Regions from separate parts of the Mus musculus genome. Here region 1 is linked to region 2. A link is a contact called in public HiCAR-type data. All regions are on one chromosome and are shown on one strand. The core of a region is the stretch at or near the end of the contact, and the rest is flanking DNA. Distances in the headings are between cores, read along the strand shown. Region 1 has its middle 11 kb from the start of Gm38137. Region 2 overlaps Abi2 (abl-interactor 2).

Region 1 (3,493 bases), core at 589-3,088, 420 kb after region 2:
CATCTAAATCTTCATGGATTTAAATATGTCTGATTTTTAAATTAATGTTAGTAAGTAAAATAGTAATTATTTTCTCCCAGAGTAGGATGCCCCTATGTTTGGCTGCAACATTGAGTAGTGGCCACAACTCATCTTTTGCTTTACTGACAGGACTTGGAAAAGCTTTCTTAGCAGGAGAACTCCCTGGGAGTCATTGAGATTTGCACTCACCTCTTGGCTAGTCTGCTTTTGCTCATTTAATGAAAAGGTTACTCTAAAGAGTGGTAGTTTCTAACTGGGGCTATTTGTATGTTAGAATCACTTGGGGGTGCTTTTCAAAACTAGGAAAGCCAAGGCCACTTACCAAACCAACTAAATTAGACTCTTGGAGGGTGTAGCCCGGGTATCATTAGCTCTTTAAAAAGGCCCATAGTTATTCTAATGTTCAGTCAGGGCTGAAAGCCACTGGTCTAGACAGGGTTGCTCAGAGGCCTTTCAATAATAATGCCCTGTGACTTTCCAGCATGGAACACAAGCAAATCACTCTTGCAATGAAGAAAGTAGACATAAATATAAGCTCTGCTGACTGCAAAGCATTCCCAGTGACTTGAATATGATTCAGGGCTGCCAGCATTCATTCTGTGGTGTGGAAGCTGCGGGAAAGGCCAGGGGTGGGAGAGCTGAATGACTGGCCTTTGTGTTCCAATTATAGTCAGCTTGAGTTGCTAGAAAGAGATAGGAATGTCTGCTGTCAATTTCCTTTAGAAAAAGATAGATCAGAATTCATTTTGTGTCACTGCCTCTGGCTTGCCTCTGGCTTGCCGAGCTTGCCGCTGCCCCCAGAGTGAAAGGTCTTTCACGCAGTTATTATTGGAGATTGCATTTCTGATTCCAGACTGTACATTAATAAATTAAGGCCATGACTAGTAATATTCACCAAATGAAAATACTGCAACAAGTACAAGCCTTTTAAATGGCCTCAGACAATGAAGCTTTTTCAGACCCCGTTCCTTCATGCTTGTTATCGCTGAAAAGCATTTTTGTAGCCTTTATTAAAAATGGGGAAAGATCACGTTTGAAAGCATGGGCTTTTGAAGCCTCTCTTGTTATAAGCGTGTATATGAGGAACATGCAGAAAACATAACTAGCTGAGCAAGGCAGAAATTAAGGAAAGTAAAGCTGATATGTGTGAACCTTTTTTTGCATGCCTTTTTAATATGAGAGGGTCTAAAGTCAATGTTGGTTTTTTTTTTTTTTTCGAATGGCTTTAGGTATCTTTCTCAATTGTGTGCCTTTTTTGCTGTGTTACCATAGTGAGTAATATTAATAGAATCCAAATACTAAACCCTTGACCTGATTCTTGATTATTATGTCATATTCATTAGGTATTCTATCTAAATTCATCCATTTCTTCCCCAACATTATTGATGATAATCAGCTCCTTCTGCCCACTATAATGAAGCAGCTGTGTGAGCTGTGCAAGGACAATATTAACTCTACAGCCATGTGACTTAAGAGGAAAGTTGTCACTCTGAGATAGCCAGAAACAAAGGGCAAGCAAAGGGCAGCAGTAGTATGCAAATATGGAGCTCCTGGTGTTTAGGGGTTCCCCTCCCACACGCTCTGCTTTCCTTTAGAACACGTGTTTCCATTAAGAAACAACCCAACCATTAATCCCTTCAGATAAGCTCACAATGTTTCACATAATCTAAGAATAATGTCTCAAAGATGAGACCGGCTCGTTTGGTTACGCTATCAACACCGTTTGCAATCCTCCATCCACTGTTCCCTTTTAAGTCCGTGCTCAGGGGCCTCTCTTATAGCCATTACTAAACAATCAAGGGGTGTGGGGGAAGTATGGAGCAGAACTATGAGGAAGTAAGAATGGAGAAGCCTCGAAGCAGAGCTCCAGCAATAAGTTGCCCCGAGGGTGGGTGTGGCTAGAATGGACTCTTAGCTTGAATTTCCAGGTGTGGAATCTACAAGACAGTTGAGGACGAGGTTCTGGAACTCTGTAGAGGATTTGGGTTAAGTGTCCATAGATCACAGTGATTGGCTTGTAGGTGGTACTAAGTGGAGTCCCGGGAATGTATGAAATTACACACGGAGCAAGCGGAGAGAGCGGCGAGCAGTAAGAAAGGCATCATGAAAGGACAACATGCCTGTGGATAGAGAGAAGGGAGACAGGAAACAGTTTAGCAAGAAGTCTGGAAGGAAAAAGAAAAAAGCAAGTCTCCTTTTGTGACTTTAACCTTGTCTTGCTCCAGGCTTCCCCACCCCCTGTGACTAACCACCTGCCAGCTGTGTCTTAAGCAAACAGCTGTCTCTGATGACTTCCTATCTCCTCTCCTCAGCAAGTCTTATCAATTCCTAATGATACCTGAATTTGTTCTCTCCTCTTTCTCTTTCCATTGGAACCCTCGATGTCCCTCTGACCTGTTAACCTAACGTCTCTGCCCTGGACAATGGAAGTAGTCTCTTCACTGGTCCTCTGCCTCTGATCCTGACCCCTACCCCTTACCTGGACACTTACTGGCCACTGAGGAGAGTACTTACAAAGCATGACGACCCCTACCATTGCTCTGCTCTGCTTAAGTCCTAGCTTGCTTCTACGGCATAGCACAGCTTAGCATTCCTGCCAGACTCTCAAGCCTCAGCCTGAACTCATCCCCCTCCCACTCCCCAAACCCAGCTGGAGTGACCCTCTTGCTATTTTTTTGAGTATACCAAATTCTTCCCATGGCACTGTCTCTGCTATTCCTCCATGTAAAGTGGTCTGCCCCAGACCTACACAGGACCGGAACTGTTTTTCAACGAGGCCTCACCTTAAGAGCTGCCTCCAAAGAGGGGATTTCCCTAGCCACGGGGTCAAATTGGCAGAGAGTGTTTAAGTTGCTAGAGCCTTTGTTAATAAGGTATCTCCCACTAGGTGGCTTAAACAATAGACACTAAGTATCTCCTGGTGGAGAGAAACCTGAGACAAAGGTTTGTTTCCCTCTGTGAGCTAGAGATTGTTACAGGCTGTCCTCAGGCTTGCGTGTTGGCAGGCATCTCCTTTTATCCTGTTGGATTCCTCTATGGGTGCCTCTGTCCAAAGCCCCTCCTCTATCAGGCTATGGCTCACTGGAGTAAGGTTCACGCCCATGTGTTCATTTTAACCCGGTTACCTCTATAAGGAGGATTTGGACACTAGAACCTCAATAAATGGGAGAGGGGCACAGCTCAACCCACAAACACAGCCAAGTGCAACCATACTCCACGGCTGTATTGTCTTCATAGTGTTGTCCCTGTCTGCAATTATAATGCTTGCTTTTTATTATTCACCTCTGAAATTTCCATAGGGGGAAAAAACCTTGTCTGTGGAGCAGAATCTGCCAATGTCCCTGACAGATCCCGTTATCATAGATACCAATGGCACCCCACTGGAAGCATCTGCAGTTTTCTATCAGAGGTTTTCCCTAGCAGGCTTGCTGTTGCTTGAGGCAGGTGGAATGCTGGGAAAGGTCATGACAGA
Region 2 (3,811 bases), core at 480-2,979:
GTGTGTGTGTGTGTGGAAATTGTATGTTTGCGTGGTTTGTGTATACTGTGTATGTGTGTTGGGCAAATATGTGTGGTGTACATATGTTTGTGGTACATGTATGTGTATGGTAAGTTTTGGAAGTACTTGAGCTTCTATGGGTACATATGGACGATGGTGGAAAGTGTGCGGTATTTTCCTCTCTTAAGCTCTACCTTTTGACTTGAGACAGGATATTCTCACTGAAACATAAGCTCACTTTTTTGGCTAGGCTTTGGCCAGTGAGTTCTGGAGATAGAAATTTGCAAAAATGTCTGTCCACTCTAGCCAAAGCAATCTACAGGTTCAATGCAATTTCTATAAAAAACCAATGGCATTTTCCACAGAACTAGAATACGTTTTAAATTTTATAGGGAATCTAAAACAAACAATACACAAAAACACAAAAAAGCTTAATGTAGATTGTGGGTGGGGATTGTCATCATCTCTAGTACTTACTGTTTTCTGTTTTTGTTTTTTCAAGATTAAAGATTAAAGATTGAAAGTGTGTGTCACCATTGCCTAGCTTGAAGTTTATCTCTCCTATACCTACATTTTTGTAGTTTTTTTTTTTTTTTTTAAGTAATGAAGGGTATCTTAGGGTGTCTATTACTGTGAAGAGATAACCATGGCCATGGTAACTCTTAAGGAAAGTATTTAATTGGTGCTGGTTTACAGAGATTTAGTCCTTTGTGGTCATGGCAGGAGGCATGGCAGTACACAGACAATGCTTCTGGTTCTGTAAGTAGCAGGAAGAGAGGGTGAGCCATTGAACCTATCTTGAACTTCTGACACCTCAGAGCCCACCCCCAGTGACACACTTCCTCCAACAAGGCCACGCCCACTCAAGTAGGCTACACCTACACCTACGTATGCGTCTGTGGAGGCCATTTTATTTATTTATTTATTTATCTATTTATTTATTATATATAAGTACACTGTAGCTGTCTTCAGACACTCCGGAAGAGGGAGTCAGATCTCATTACGGGTGGTTTTGAGCCACCATGTGGTTGCTGGGATTTGAACTTCGGACCTTCGGAAGAGCAGTTGGGTGCTCTTACCCACTGAGCCATCTCACCAGCCCAGCCATTTTCATTTAAGCCACCACAAAGGGGTTTTATCAAATGCTTTTTTTATATCTGTGGAGATGATTGCACATTCTTTGAGCCTTCACTTTGTTAATTTGAGGTATTTTATTTACTAATTTTCATACTGAATTATTTTTGCATCTGTAGAGTAAGTCTCCCAGATCATGCTCTTGTATTTGACTTGGTAATTTGTGGAGAAGTTTTACATCTATATGTGCATAGGAATACCTGCCTGTAGAATTTTCTGTGTTGTGTCTGGGGAGTTGACTTCCTTTCTATACTTTGGAACTGTTTGAAGAGGATTGACATTGGTTTTGTTGTTGTTTGTATAGACAATCTGGTGCTGTGGTTTAGGCTTGCCTTGAACTTGAAATCTTACTGCCTTAGCCTCCCAAGTACTAGCCACACGAACTGGATTCCTGAGTGGGAGGCTGGAGCTGTAAGGGAGGAAACTACAGAGAAGAAAGGAAACCAAGGCAGATTTCTGATCAAGGCAATGTTTACTAAGAGTCTGTGCTTATAAAGGAGGAAAGCCTATCTCCTGCTGATCCACTCTTGATGCCTGTCGCCAGCCTATAAGCAATAAATTAGGCTGACTGCACTAGTTTGGCAGTAAGGTGTCAATTGCCAGCTTGCCTGGGGCTGCTTTAGGAATTTCTCTGGAAGGCAGGTTCAGCCTCTCAGCAGGTAGCAGTCTTGGAGATGAGCAGTGGCAGGTGACAGAACAATAAAACCATCTAGGTGGGAAGGCTCCACCCTAGGTGGTCTCAGTGGCAGCAAAAGGTCTGAATCAGCCTGCTCAAGGCTGGGGGAGGCTACAAGGTATGTCTATGATAACATGATTTGTCATTGAAAGTTTAGTAAAATTCATCAGTGCAACCATCTAGTGCTATTATTATTTTACTTTTTGGACAATCTGTGTTTTTTATTTACTCTTACTGTTTGTTCTTGGTAGGTTAAAGTTATGTGCATCTTCCTGGTTCTGTTTTGGTGGGGGCTGTGTGTACCCACAAATCTGGTTCTAGGTTTTTATATTTATTGGCATATAGTTGTTCATAATAGTTCCTAGGAAGCTTTTGTATCTCTGTGGTATCAGTTATAATTTGTCTTTTTCACTTTGGTTTTACTTGAATTTCTTCTTTTTTTTTTCCCCCCTTAACTCTTTTCATGGTAATATGGTGTTAATTTGGTTATTTTAAATTACTTCTAAAGACTTTTCTTTTTTCTTCCAATCCATGGAGAAATTTGTATCCATGCTTTGTAGACTGTAGGAGAGATGTGATTGGGACTGTAGTAGACTTCTGGTAAGTCCTATCACTGTATTTCAGTGTATACTTTGAGCAGTGGCAGCTGTATACAGGGATTTATGCTTTAGAAAGTGACTTCACATCAGTTTTTTCATTTTTCTGTGCAATTTTTCATTTTCTTGGAGTGATTGAATCAGGGATGTACCCTCTCTGCTTTGTAATTGAGAAATGGTGACTCTTGTAGTTTATATTAATGATGGCACTAACATACAGGGTTTCTGAATCAGAAACATGGATTAGCTTTATTATACACCACAGAATCTTCCTGTAGGTGGCAAAATAAAATATGTTGGTCTGCAGTAACCTGGAAAATAGTCATTTGGTTACTTCTTGCTGCATAATCCCTGTTTTTCAAATAAGGCTTCTGGGTTGTGGAAGTTGTGAGATAGGTGCTACTGACTGCTAAGAAAGGGCCGACATTGGCAATTTCTACCCCATAAGGCTGTCTCTTAAATGACATGAGAACAGAGTAGCCTCGCATTTTAATTTTATAATTATTTTTATTATCAGACATTTTATTTATCATTATTAATACTTTGATCAAACACATTTTGTGTGTGAGAATAAAAGGAAATCAAGAGAAAGTAGAATAAGTATTTGTGCATTCATGTCAGTGCTGCCGAAGGAGTTAAATTGGGAAGATGTGTATGTGCTGTCATTGCTCAAAGTATACACTGGAACTCAGATTTTAAATACTAGCTTTAGAACTTTATTTGTACTTACATAAAAATGTATATATAAAAATGTATAGTTATCTTGAAAATATCAGTGAGCTCATTAAATCATTTAGTTTTGGAATTGTGTAACAATGATGTTTTTCAGAATATTTTAAACTTGGTATAGGTTTAGTAGCATTGTGGTTTAAATGACTAAGTTAGTTTGCTAGAAGTTAATTATCTTTAAATTGAAGGTCACTATTTTCCTCCTTCACAGTCACCAGATAAGCAGCGAGCCCTAGAAGAAACCAAAGCCTACACCACTCAATCCTTAGCAAGTGTTGCGTATCTGATAAACACCTTGGCCAACAATGTCCTACAGATGCTGGATATCCAGGCATCACAGTTACGGAGGATGGAGTCTTCAATCAACCATATTTCACAAGTGAGACCATGTTCAGTTTGTTTGCCTATGAGCAACACACAGCTTGTTGACTTGCCTTTGTTGTGCAGGTTAATGTGCATGTATTTGCAACATATTAACTTAGTATTGCATTGTTTATGATTCTTTTTGTGATGTTATCTTTTTTAATTTAATTTTTTAATATATTGTTTTACTTACTCACTTTATGTCCTGCTGTGATGTTATTATCTTTATAGTTTGACAGAAAAGTAAATTTTGATGGATTTTATTAAAACTCAGTTGCCACAGTCACATAATCACTCCTGAAGTGAAAAATTA

What was found. HiCAR-type assays count read pairs that join an accessible place to other places.
Region 1: a HiCAR-type map of embryonic stem cells shows a contact between it and region 2, with 4 times the contacts expected there. The contact joins two enhancer-like sites. A contact is called at or near these places in 6 of 15 datasets of contacts at CTCF or cohesin (CD8 T cells, the NIH/3T3 cell line, embryonic stem cells and 3 more), 84 of 484 Hi-C or Micro-C datasets (the AML12 cell line, B cells, the C10 cell line and 40 more), 23 of 115 datasets of contacts at active chromatin or transcription factors (bone marrow-derived macrophages, cardiomyocytes, embryonic basal ganglia and 10 more) and 4 of 9 other capture datasets (adipose tissue, bone marrow-derived macrophages, embryonic stem cells and 1 more).

Annotation. Positions count from the first base shown.
Region 1 is chr1:60,850,708-60,854,200 of GRCm38.p6, forward strand. No RefSeq gene overlaps it. Among named protein-coding and RNA genes, the nearest start is that of Gm38137, 11 kb to the right of the region's middle. Within about 2 kb of position 1,839, at least 123 of the 459 cell types and tissues checked have an H3K27ac peak or open chromatin away from gene starts, as enhancers often do. A contact at or near this core is called in differentiating embryonic stem cells, embryonic stem cells and stem cell-derived epiblast-like cells, where this site is marked.
Region 2 is chr1:60,430,897-60,434,707 of GRCm38.p6, forward strand. It overlaps Abi2 (abl-interactor 2), which reads left to right. Exons shown (of 12, transcript NM_001198570.1): 2 at 3,347-3,514. Among named protein-coding and RNA genes, the nearest start is that of Abi2, 23 kb to the left of the region's middle. Within about 2 kb of position 1,730, at least 13 of the 459 cell types and tissues checked have an H3K27ac peak or open chromatin away from gene starts, as enhancers often do. A contact at or near this core is called in differentiating embryonic stem cells, embryonic stem cells and stem cell-derived epiblast-like cells, where this site is marked.